2 separate regions of the Gossypium hirsutum genome follow, and region 1 is linked to region 2. A link is a contact called in public Hi-C data. All regions are on one chromosome and are shown on one strand. The core of a region is the stretch at or near the end of the contact, and the rest is flanking DNA. Distances in the headings are between cores, read along the strand shown.

What was found. Hi-C and Micro-C count contacts between places; a contact is called where the count stands out from the background.
Region 1: a Hi-C map of leaf shows a contact between it and region 2, with 2.7 times the contacts expected there. The contact joins the promoter of LOC107948525 here to the promoter of LOC107952836 in region 2. A contact is called at or near these places in 10 of 34 Hi-C or Micro-C datasets (anther, callus, fibers and 4 more).

What each region holds. Positions count from the first base shown.
Region 1 is chrA04:33,865,052-33,870,364 of Gossypium_hirsutum_v2.1, forward strand. LOC107948525 (kinesin-like protein KIN-7K, chloroplastic) reads left to right here and starts at 2,044. Exons shown (of 25, transcript XM_041111038.1): 1 at 2,044-2,078; 2 at 2,596-2,650; 3 at 2,755-3,036; 4 at 3,123-3,220; 5 at 3,842-3,931; 6 at 4,707-4,759. The coding sequence starts at 2,789.
Region 2 is chrA04:33,553,449-33,558,540 of Gossypium_hirsutum_v2.1, forward strand. LOC107952836 (NPL4-like protein 1) reads left to right here and starts at 2,332. Exons shown (of 5, transcript XM_041111066.1): 1 at 2,332-2,468; 2 at 2,554-2,596; 3 at 3,180-3,257; 4 at 3,673-3,726; 5 at 4,752-5,092. The coding sequence starts at 2,395. The coding sequence ends at 5,006.

The DNA.
Region 1 (5,313 bases), core at 794-3,293, 310 kb after region 2:
CATTGATGTTCGGTATCATTTTTCTCGTGATATTATTGTTCGTGGTGATATTGTTGTGAGCAAAATTAGTACTCATGAAAATCCTGCAGATATGATGACTAACTTACTTCCTATAACCAAGTTTGAACATTGCTTATACTTGGTTGGTATTCATTGTTGAAGTTAAACCCTTAAGAGGTTTTATGGAAAATGTGGAGAACTTGTTCGTTGAGAGTTCGCGATGAAGAACTTGTTCATTGAGAATTCGTGTCAAGGTGGAGATTGTTAGAATTAAGTGACCTGAATCCTTATTTAAATAAAATACAGTGGTAAAATAAAATAAAAATAAGATCTATATAGAACTACACTTCTTTTATTTTATTTTAGAATAAGGTTTTTTTAAACTTTATTAAACTCCATCTATTTAATATTGATTAGAATAAGGTGTTACAATCTTACTACTATTAGAATATGATTTTACATGCCTATAAATAGAGACATAGTCTACTCCTCTTGTAATCATTTGAATTCCACATAGTGGATTTTCTTCTCCTCTACCAGTGATTTTTTTCGAAAGGGTTTCCATGTAAAAATCTGTGTGTTCTTTATTTTTATTTCTCCTTTCTTTGTGATATATTACCATTACCAACATTTTATTTTTTACAGTTTCTTTTTTTAGCTGATTAGTACCTGAGAAAAAGAAATAAAAAAGGTAATAGCTGTCACCAAGACATAGAGAAACCAAGGAAAAGAAAAAGAATAAAGCTCCCACAATATCGACTGAGGAAAAGAAAAAGAAAAAGAAAAAGAAAAAGAGTGGGGGATGATGACTTCATTCGACTGAGTAGGTTTTCTCTACAACCAAAGAAAAAAAAGGGAAGCGTTTTAAAAAAAGAGGACCGATACCTTTAATAGAGATAAGAAGGAAAGGAAGTTATCAGCAAGACCGAGGAGAACGATGATAGTTCTAGTTACAACATTTTCATCCCAGGTAAAGGTGAAGGCAAAAATTGAAAATGGGAAAAAAAATCTCACTTTTCCACCGAATTAAATGCCTATTCAGTGGTGAAGTAAGGGAATGACTATACAGCCTTTTCCTAGGATAGAACCCTATTCAACATAGGCTGTAATAGGCCATTATAGCCAACTAACATTAATTTAGTGATGGGCTCACCGATTTGGACTGTAATCTATTCTTACTCCTTGAACCGAACAAAGAGTTAGTATTTTCAAACAATTTATCAATTTTTTGTTTTCTAAATCTAACAAATTAATATAAGAAAGAGGACATGTTAAGACAAAAAAGAAAGTTCATGCTTTTTATTTTAATAATGAATGGTTTTTGAGGTATTGAGTTTATTTTTTAATGGAAAAAATAAAAACCTTGGAGAAAGCTTTATCAAACTTGATTCAGTTAATTTAATTAGAAATCAATATCTCTATCAAATATTTAAAAATTGCATTCAAGAAAAGAATATTAAATAATATCAAAAAGGAATGAATTAAATATTTAATTTAAAAATATATATTTCGAGGTATGAGTGCTAAAATAGTCCAATGGTCTTTTGTGTGTCGAACATAATATGATTTAATTTAGTTTTAGAGTTTTGACTTTTGTTCTCAGAAAGAGTTTTGACTTTTAAATTTACTAATTAAAAGGATATTATTTTAGGGAGAAAATGATAGGTTATTATTATTACAAAATTGAAAAAAGAAAAACAGAAGTACGGCATTTTCTTCTTTTTAACAAAAATTTGTCTCATTTCATCTTATGCTAATCTAAAATAATTCGCAGGTTCAGACACGTGTACTAATGCAAAACTGGGCCCCATCATTTGTCCCACCTCTCCTCTCTTACTTGCCTCATTCTCACGCGACTCTCGTGATCGTGTCTTCTAAACTCATTACTCATTTCGCGCTAAAATAAGAAAAGAAAGAAAGGAAATAAAATAAATTCAATCATCAATCATCAAGCAAAAAGCAAAAATTACACATCACCACCCATTTATTTATTTTTAATTTACTTTTTCCTCTAAAAAATTGGGGACTGAAAATTGCCGTTTGCCATTGGGGCTTTGATGAGTGGCATCGCTTCCAAGGCAAGCAAAAAAGCTATATTCCTACTAAAATTATTGACGAATTAAAGAAAAGTTAAAGAAAAAAGAAGGCGTATTTCTCTTTCTATTTCTTTTACTCCTCTACTGATGAGTGATGATGTTTTTCTTTTACTCTAAATAGAAAAACTTTTAATCTTTCTTTTTCTCTCAACTGTTTTCTCCTAACTGTTAGATCTATAGATTCTATATAGTTTTTTTTAATCGAAAATGCTTCTGTGATTCTGCAAAGGTAAGTTTTCTTATTGTCATTTTGTTTGGACTGGAGAGATGATTTTTTTTTGTATATTTGTTGAAAAAATAGATTTTAGTTTTTTTGTTAAAAACTTTCCTGCGTTTTTACTTTTTTTTTTCAATTGTACTGTTTTTTGTGTTGGATGATAGAGAAAATAGAGGATATAAAAGGAAGTTGATTTCCTTTTTTCTTCTTCTGAGTTGTAAAAGTCAACTGAATTTGTCTACAAAATTGACGGAGAAAGTTGATTTTTTTTTTCATTAACAGTTTGATTACTTTAGGAAAGTCAAGAAACTTGGAATTGCTTCAAATTTCTGCTACTGTAAGTCGATTTTGTCACAATGTAGCGATTTCCGAAACTAATTTCTACCTTTTTAGCTTGAATTTCATATTTTCTAATTTCGAGTTGCTTTTTTTTTTGTTAAGTGTGTAGAACGGAGAATTTTTTGGTGAGGTGAAAATGTCTTCGAGAAGAGGATCGAAATCGAAGAAATTAGGTTCAAGCAACTCAAAAGCTGTAAATTCACCTTCGTCTTCAACAACTTCATCATCCAAACACTTTCCAGAAACATCTATCGATTGCCAGAGCTCACCGGCATCGTCATCGGCTCGAAGCAAGCCACAGTGTTTTTACTCTGAGAACTTGCATGTGGATGCCGACCGATCCAAGGAGAATGTCACTGTCACCGTTCGGTTTCGTCCTCTCAGGTATATTATTATTTTCCCTTGCTTTTTGGGTATTTTGTTCTATGTATTTGTTTGATGAAGGCTTTGATTGGCGTTTGTGGATGTAGTCCAAGGGAAATTCGTCTTGGTGAGGAGATTGCTTGGTATGCAGATGGGGAGACTATTGTGAGAAATGAACATAATCCATCCATAGCTTATGCATATGGTTAGTTTTATATTATGTGAAGTGATCTTTTTCTTTCAATTTCATGTTTTTCATGCACTCTATTGAAGATACCTTTAATTTTACTCGGAGTTATGTTTTTTAGACTCCAACTAATGAAAAATCTCGAATAAATATATATTGAGGTCATTCCAGTGCCAAAGAACTGGAGATATTCAAAGCATATCTTCAAAACATTGGTATCCGCTTTCACAATATTTGTAACCCTTAAAACTTTTTGTTCCTTAGCCTTTAAGGCAGCTTCTGAGGATTCTAATTCTTATGTTTTCTTCTTGAAACATTTCTCATGTTTAATATGTGAATGACCTTTTAATTGTTGATGATGTTTCTGTTTGTCATTTTTTGTTATGTGCAGAAACTTTTTAAGTTCTGATTTGCTTTTTATGTCTGTGTGAAATAGCACTAGGTACTGGATGAACTTTGAGAAGTATCAGTTATCTGTTTTCTATATAAATTTAATAAAAAAAAATTACTTTTCTCTGTCATTTTTATTAGAGGCATTTGGCATAGTGTATATTATCTAGTTTGCCTTTATCTCTTTTATGGTCCAAAATTCTTAAGCTTTCTGGATCTCACTTAATTGATTGTTTCTTATGCTTCTAGATCGAGTGTTTGGCCCAACAACTACCACACGCCATGTTTATGATGTTGCTGCCCAGCATGTTGTCAGTGGTGCCATGGAAGGCATCAATGGTATGATGTGAAGAACCCACTTCGTAGCTAAATTTGGCTCTTACACCATTCGATAAACAGTACCTCTGTTTTTTTTTTTGTCGTTTTTACTTTCTTTAGAAAGCTAAGAATTGAGATTAGTCCATGACCACCTATTAAACACATGTTAAGGCTACTTTGAGATAAATAGTTTTGCTATTTTCATGCAACATGAGCTGATGGATTTATGAATGTATGAATGTACTTATCCATGATAGTTGGACTAGACAACGCTGTTACCGGCTTTGGATCTGCTAATGTTTGTTTTATGTCAGGTTTGGTTGCTCTTACAGGATATATAATGAAATTCAAGGATATTGCCAAGGCTTGTTGCTAAGAGGAATGAATCTGGTGATTTTGCTTAGAAGTTACTTTGAGTAGGTTCTAAAGGTTTTCAGAGTGCTTTTGGATATGTACTTTGTTAGTGATTGTTTTTTATAGTGTTCATAGCACAGGACTGAGATCTAATTGTTAATTGGTCCTTTTCAGGACTCTTACCTCATAATCACTCTGTAGGAAGACTATTTTAATCTAGGAACACTCAGTTTAGATTTCTGGAACCAATAGATTTGTTACTGAGGTATCCTAAGCTTCCTTGGTAACTATTGTTTCAGGCGAGAATCTACCTTGCCTTCTCTGAAGAAGTACTCACAGTTTTGCATCAGAAATTGTGGGTTGATATTGAATGCTAGGCATTTAATTTGTATCTCCTCAAAAGCTCGTTCCTCTACCTTAAAGTGTTAAATTCTGTCCACAGGCACCATTTTTGCTTATGGCGTGACAAGTAGCGGGAAGACTCATACAATGCATGTAAGAAATAATTTGCTACTTCTTTTCCTTATCTTTGTATGTTCTACACTGTACGGTGGTGTCTCCTATTTTAATTTCATCTAAAGCTGTCATTTAATTTGCATTATATAGAGACCAAATGTTTGATTCTTTTGCTATTATACATTAATGAATAATTGGTTTATTGACTACTCTAAGCTTGTCAGATTGGGATGTAGGGAATAGGATTAATGATTGTTTGTTTATATAGGAGCTAGAAGGGATTGTGTTGGTTTTTTAACCTTATAAGTAAGTGCAACAAGGATTGGAATTATTTGCTCTTTAAACAAAATCTATTTAATTCTATATCTAAAGCTCAGAAGTAGCATTAATTTTTTAACTAAAGCAACAGTATCTCGATTTTTACCAATGTCATGTTAATTTGCTTCCACATTTGTGCCTAGGTATTACTTATTTCTAGCTTTCCAAATTCCATTTTTAGAGAAATGTACTTGTTATTTAAGTTAAACTAGTGCAGCAAGTGTCAAAATCATTCTTTAAGTCAAATCTATTTAATTTTTGCATTTTCCACTTGT
Region 2 (5,092 bases), core at 1,082-3,581:
ATTGAATTTTATTATTCAAAAAAAAACTTATTATTTTCCGGATATGATTGAAAATATGGTTATTTCATTTATTTTTAACATTTATATAATTCATACAATCACATACCACATTCAATTCAAACATATAATTAAACACAATTTGGTTACACGAACTTACCTTGACACTTGTTTGTGTATGAAAATCTACTAATCTGAAACTTTTTATTTTCCTCGATCTGGCTTCGAATTTGAGTTTTCTAGATCTATATAAATGAATTTAATAATCAATTTATGACATTTCATATTCAATTGGATTCAATTTATGCCTAGGCAAAATTATCATTTTGCCCCTAAACTTTTCATAAATTTCAATTTCATCCCTAGGCTCGGAAAATGAAATTTATGCAATTTAATCATTATTTCAAGCCTAACCGATTTTTACATGTCTTAATAATAGCTCATGAATTTCTTAAAAATCAGAATTTTTCTATGGGTTTTACAATTTTTCAATTTAGTCCCTAAATCACAATTTCATGAAATTCTCTTTGTAAAAGTTGTTTATCTATTAACAATCTTTCATTTTCTACCATAAATTTCAAAATTTCAGCATATTCATCCATGACAAATTTTCTATACTTTGATATATTTTCAAATTAATCTCCAAAATAGATAGATTAGACTATCCCGATCTCAAAAATATAAAATTACTAAAAACGAGACAAGAAAGCATGTTAATTAAGCTTGATTAGTTTCCTTTCTCTCTCCTAGGGTTTCCATGCAAATTTTGGGGATGAAGATGATATAAAATGATAATATTTCTATTTAATTATTTATCATCCATTAATTTAGTCGTTGCCATTTTCTAATTTTTCATGGACGATTCATCAAAAATATCTACTAACTTTTCTTTAATGGTCTAATTACCGTATAAGGACCTCAAGTTTTGAATTCCATAGCTATTTGATACTTATAGCTACTAGAACTCAACTTTTGCATTTTATGTAATTTGGTCCTTTTCGTAATTAAGCACATAATCGATAAAATTTTCTTATTAGAATTTTCATATAACATTCCTATCATAATACAGACCATGCAATAATATTAAAATAAATTTTCTTTCTGACTCCGATTTGTGGTCTCGAAATCACTATTTCGATTTCACTAAAATTGGGCTGTTACATATTCAGTGAACTGGTAAGTTAAAAAAGGGCAACTTCATATATTGTGATAGTCAAAATGTCATACATCTCACCAAAGATCAAATACATCACGAGAGAATGAAGCATATAGACATTTGTTATCATTTTGCTCAAGAGGTGATCATTCAAGGGGATATTCATATTTTTAAAATTGACACAGAACACAATTTGACCAACATGTTGACACAGAGCCTTCTAGTTTCAAAGTTTAAGCATTGCTTTGAGTTGGTAAGTATTAGAAAAAGAATCAGTTAAGCCCATAACAGGGCTCGACAATGGAGTTGGTCCAAATACAAGTCAAGGTGGAGATTTTTTTGAAAAATACCTCTTATTTTGACCAAATTTAAGTTTGACTTTTCTTCTCTTAGTTAAACTCTATTTTTAGTTTCTCACTTAAACTTTAATTAACCTAAAGTTGTTGTAATCATATATACTACGAATTTCAGCCTATAAATAGGCCTTAGTTACTTCATGTTTTAGGCAACAAAAAATTATTTAGATTGAAAGAATTTTGTTCTTTGTTCTGAAGGGTTTTTCTTGTAAGGCTTCGGATTTTTCTTTTAATTCTCCCCATCTTTTGTACTCTACTTTATTATAGTGAAATCTCCTTTTACTCGTGACTTTTTATCCTCTCTTGAGAAGTTTTTCTACGTAAAATTTGCATGTTTGATCTTTTCAATTCTTATTTTATTCACTTTGTTCATTGCTTAACCGGATTTATCCCCTACACAACTCGACATTAACTCAAAATTGATAATAAAGTCATGATAAATAATTGTAATATATTTAGTATTCTTAATATGATGTTTTTACGTGTTAAATTTCATTTTATTCACAATTTAATCTATTTTTTCATTTTAATATTGTATATATTTCATATGTTATTATTTATTAATTTTAAATTACAAATTTCATTTTTATTATACACTATTTTTAAATTAACATCCATATTTTGAATATAAAATTTTCACATACATTTTCGCATGATAGAATTTCTAATTATCCAATAATATTAACAGGCAATTAATTTGTGAGACCTTAGTGAAGGCGGAGTATGCCTTTCAGGTAAAAAAACCGATAGTTATTTAGTAATTATTTTTAATTTTTAACCTTAGAAGTAATAAATTGTAACTTAGGGCCCGTTTGTTTACCAGGAGGTTTTAAGGTGTTTGGAAGCTTGAAAAGATTTTACATTTGGAAAATATTTTCCTAAGAGATGGGTAAAATCAACGCGTTTTATGGAAAATATCTTACAGATTTTTTTCCGGTAAGACATTTTCCTAGAGACGGGTAAAAATCCTTTTCCCTTCCTTCTGTTCTTCATCTTCTTTCTCTCTTTCTGCAAATCTCATTCCTCTCTTTCTCTCTTTCTCAGGCAAAGGCAAATCTCATTCCTCTTCTCAAGGTCTTGGCTTAAGGTATGGCATCTTCTTTTTAAAGCTATTGTTTTTTCTTCTTGTTCTTTATTTGTCCGTATTTTTACCGACTGTCTGGTAGTACCGCTGTCGCCACCATTTGTAAGTTTCATTTCAAGCTCAGCTCTTGCTGTTTCGTTTTTCTTAATTTCGGGATATGGGTAAGCTTGATTCTTCATTACTTCTTCATTCCATTGTTAATGATGGAATGAACCTTTCTAGTTTCCACTATTCTTTTGCTCGTTATTTTAAAATCGTTTCTAATCACATGGAAACTTTAAATGAGAGTTCAATGTCTTTTAGGCAAAACCCAAAGACTTATCATCGCTTCGATAATGTTGATGATGCTTTGACTTTGTTTAATGAAATGATTGAGCAGCACCCAAAGCGTTCCATTGTTGAATTCACTAAATTATTAGTAGCCCTGGTTAGAATGAGATGTTATGCCACTGTTGTTTCTCTGTATAGCCAAATGGAATTGTTGGGAGTTTCCCATAACGGTTATTTTTTCAACATCTTGATTAATTGCTTTTGTCAACTTGGTGGAATTGATTCTGGGTTTTCTGTTTTGGTCAAAATGCTGAAGCTAGGTGTTAAACCTGATGTTGTAACTTTTTCCACTTTGATTAAAGGACTTTGTCAACGAAGTAAGATTTCTCAGGCGGTGAGTTTGTTTGATGAAATGGTTGAAAAAGGATATCAACCTAATTTAATTATTTACACTACAATACTGAATGGGTTGTTTTATACTAGGAATATTGATTGAGTTGTTAGGTTTCTAAGGATGATGGAAGAAAAAGGTTTTGAATTCGATTTGTAGTAAATAGCACTTTCCTTAACTATCTTTATAAGAAGTGCTTGCTAAAGGAGGCTCATGATCTCTTCTTCGAAATGAGAAAGCAAGGCATTAATCCCAATGTCATCACATATACTACATTGATCGATACACTTTACAAGAAAGGAGTGGTTTCTAAAGCTAAAGATATCATTGGCACAATGAAAAAGCTAGGCATTGAGCCTAATGTTGCTAAAGGTATGATTGTTTGCCTAATAGATGTTGTTATAATGTAATGATCCAGGGATTTCTTCAAAACAATTATACCTCAAAGGCTACAGAACTTCTTATAGAAATGGTCGGTAAGGGCTTTTTTGGAGGTTTGTGCACTGCCACCTTATTTTTAGGTCTCGTCTTATATGGTAAATCAATCTTGACATGACTCTCACTTGTAAATTTGAATCAATTTGCTTATAAACAACTATACTGATGTGATAAGAATTTCTGGAAATTAGAATGAATCATAATGTCTATTTTCAGTTTAGTTGATGATGTACTTCAAAGATTAAGGATGAATGAAACAAATTTTATACACCGTTTTTCACTTCTCAAACCCATGAAAAGCTATTTTGGGACATAATAATTTTCATCTAAAGTCAAGCTTCGAATTTCATACAAATTTAGTCTAAGTTTTGCTCATTTATTTCAGAAAACTACATATTGTTGTTGGTAATGGCTGATTAATATATCATCCCTTGATTTGTAATGCTCATCTACATTAAAACACACTATTTTGACTTATATATCTATCTACTATGAGCAAATTCGGTAACACCCTGGGCTCTACGTCAAAGGTTTAACTTTGCAAGCTGCCTTAATCTGATGTATCAGACATATAAACAGCAAGAACCACAATTATATCAAACTTTGCAACTTCTTAATTACCATTCTTGCTTGATGTCTGTTCCAAATCGATCTTTTCTTGCTATGACCGCTTCATGGTATTTAAGTTTGATATTAGTATTTAAGTTTAGAAGTAGACATGATTGTCTAGTCTTGATTGTTGTCACTCTGAGATTGATGCCTTGCACCATACCGGACAATCACTTTTGAAACAAATGAAATATCTAATCACCCTTGTTAGGCGTGTAACTATGTGCAGCGCTAATATTAGAGTATAAGGCTCCTGAAAAACATCATCGACTGTCATTTTCTGCTAGCAGACTCGTATGTGGCTTAACGAAGTCCACCTATGTTCGCTACTAGTCTTACAATAAATACAAGAGTGGTTGTTATTATGTTTTTATTTCTCAGGTTGGAGTTGGACCTGTGTTTTACTTAAGAATTACTCTGAAACACAAATGAATGGTTGCTTTGATGCAGGGATCACTTTCATCGACCTTTCTTATTGAGAACCAGAACAACTTCGTGGCAATGAGGACACTGAAGAATCATCTAGATAAGACAAAGAGCCTTCCATTCGTGAAGCGTATCGCGGATTTCCATTTGCTGCTGTTTCTAGCCATGTTTCATGGCCTTGGTTCCGATGTTCTAACACTAGCAGCATGTGTTAGCACAGAGACAACAGTACCAGAAGGTTACCAACTCCTAATCGAGTCCATGGCCAACACATTTTGATTCACTTATTATGTTTGGTCGTCTATTGGAAAATACTGTATATTTATGATCATAACAACTTACTTTTACCATTGTTTACTAGCATC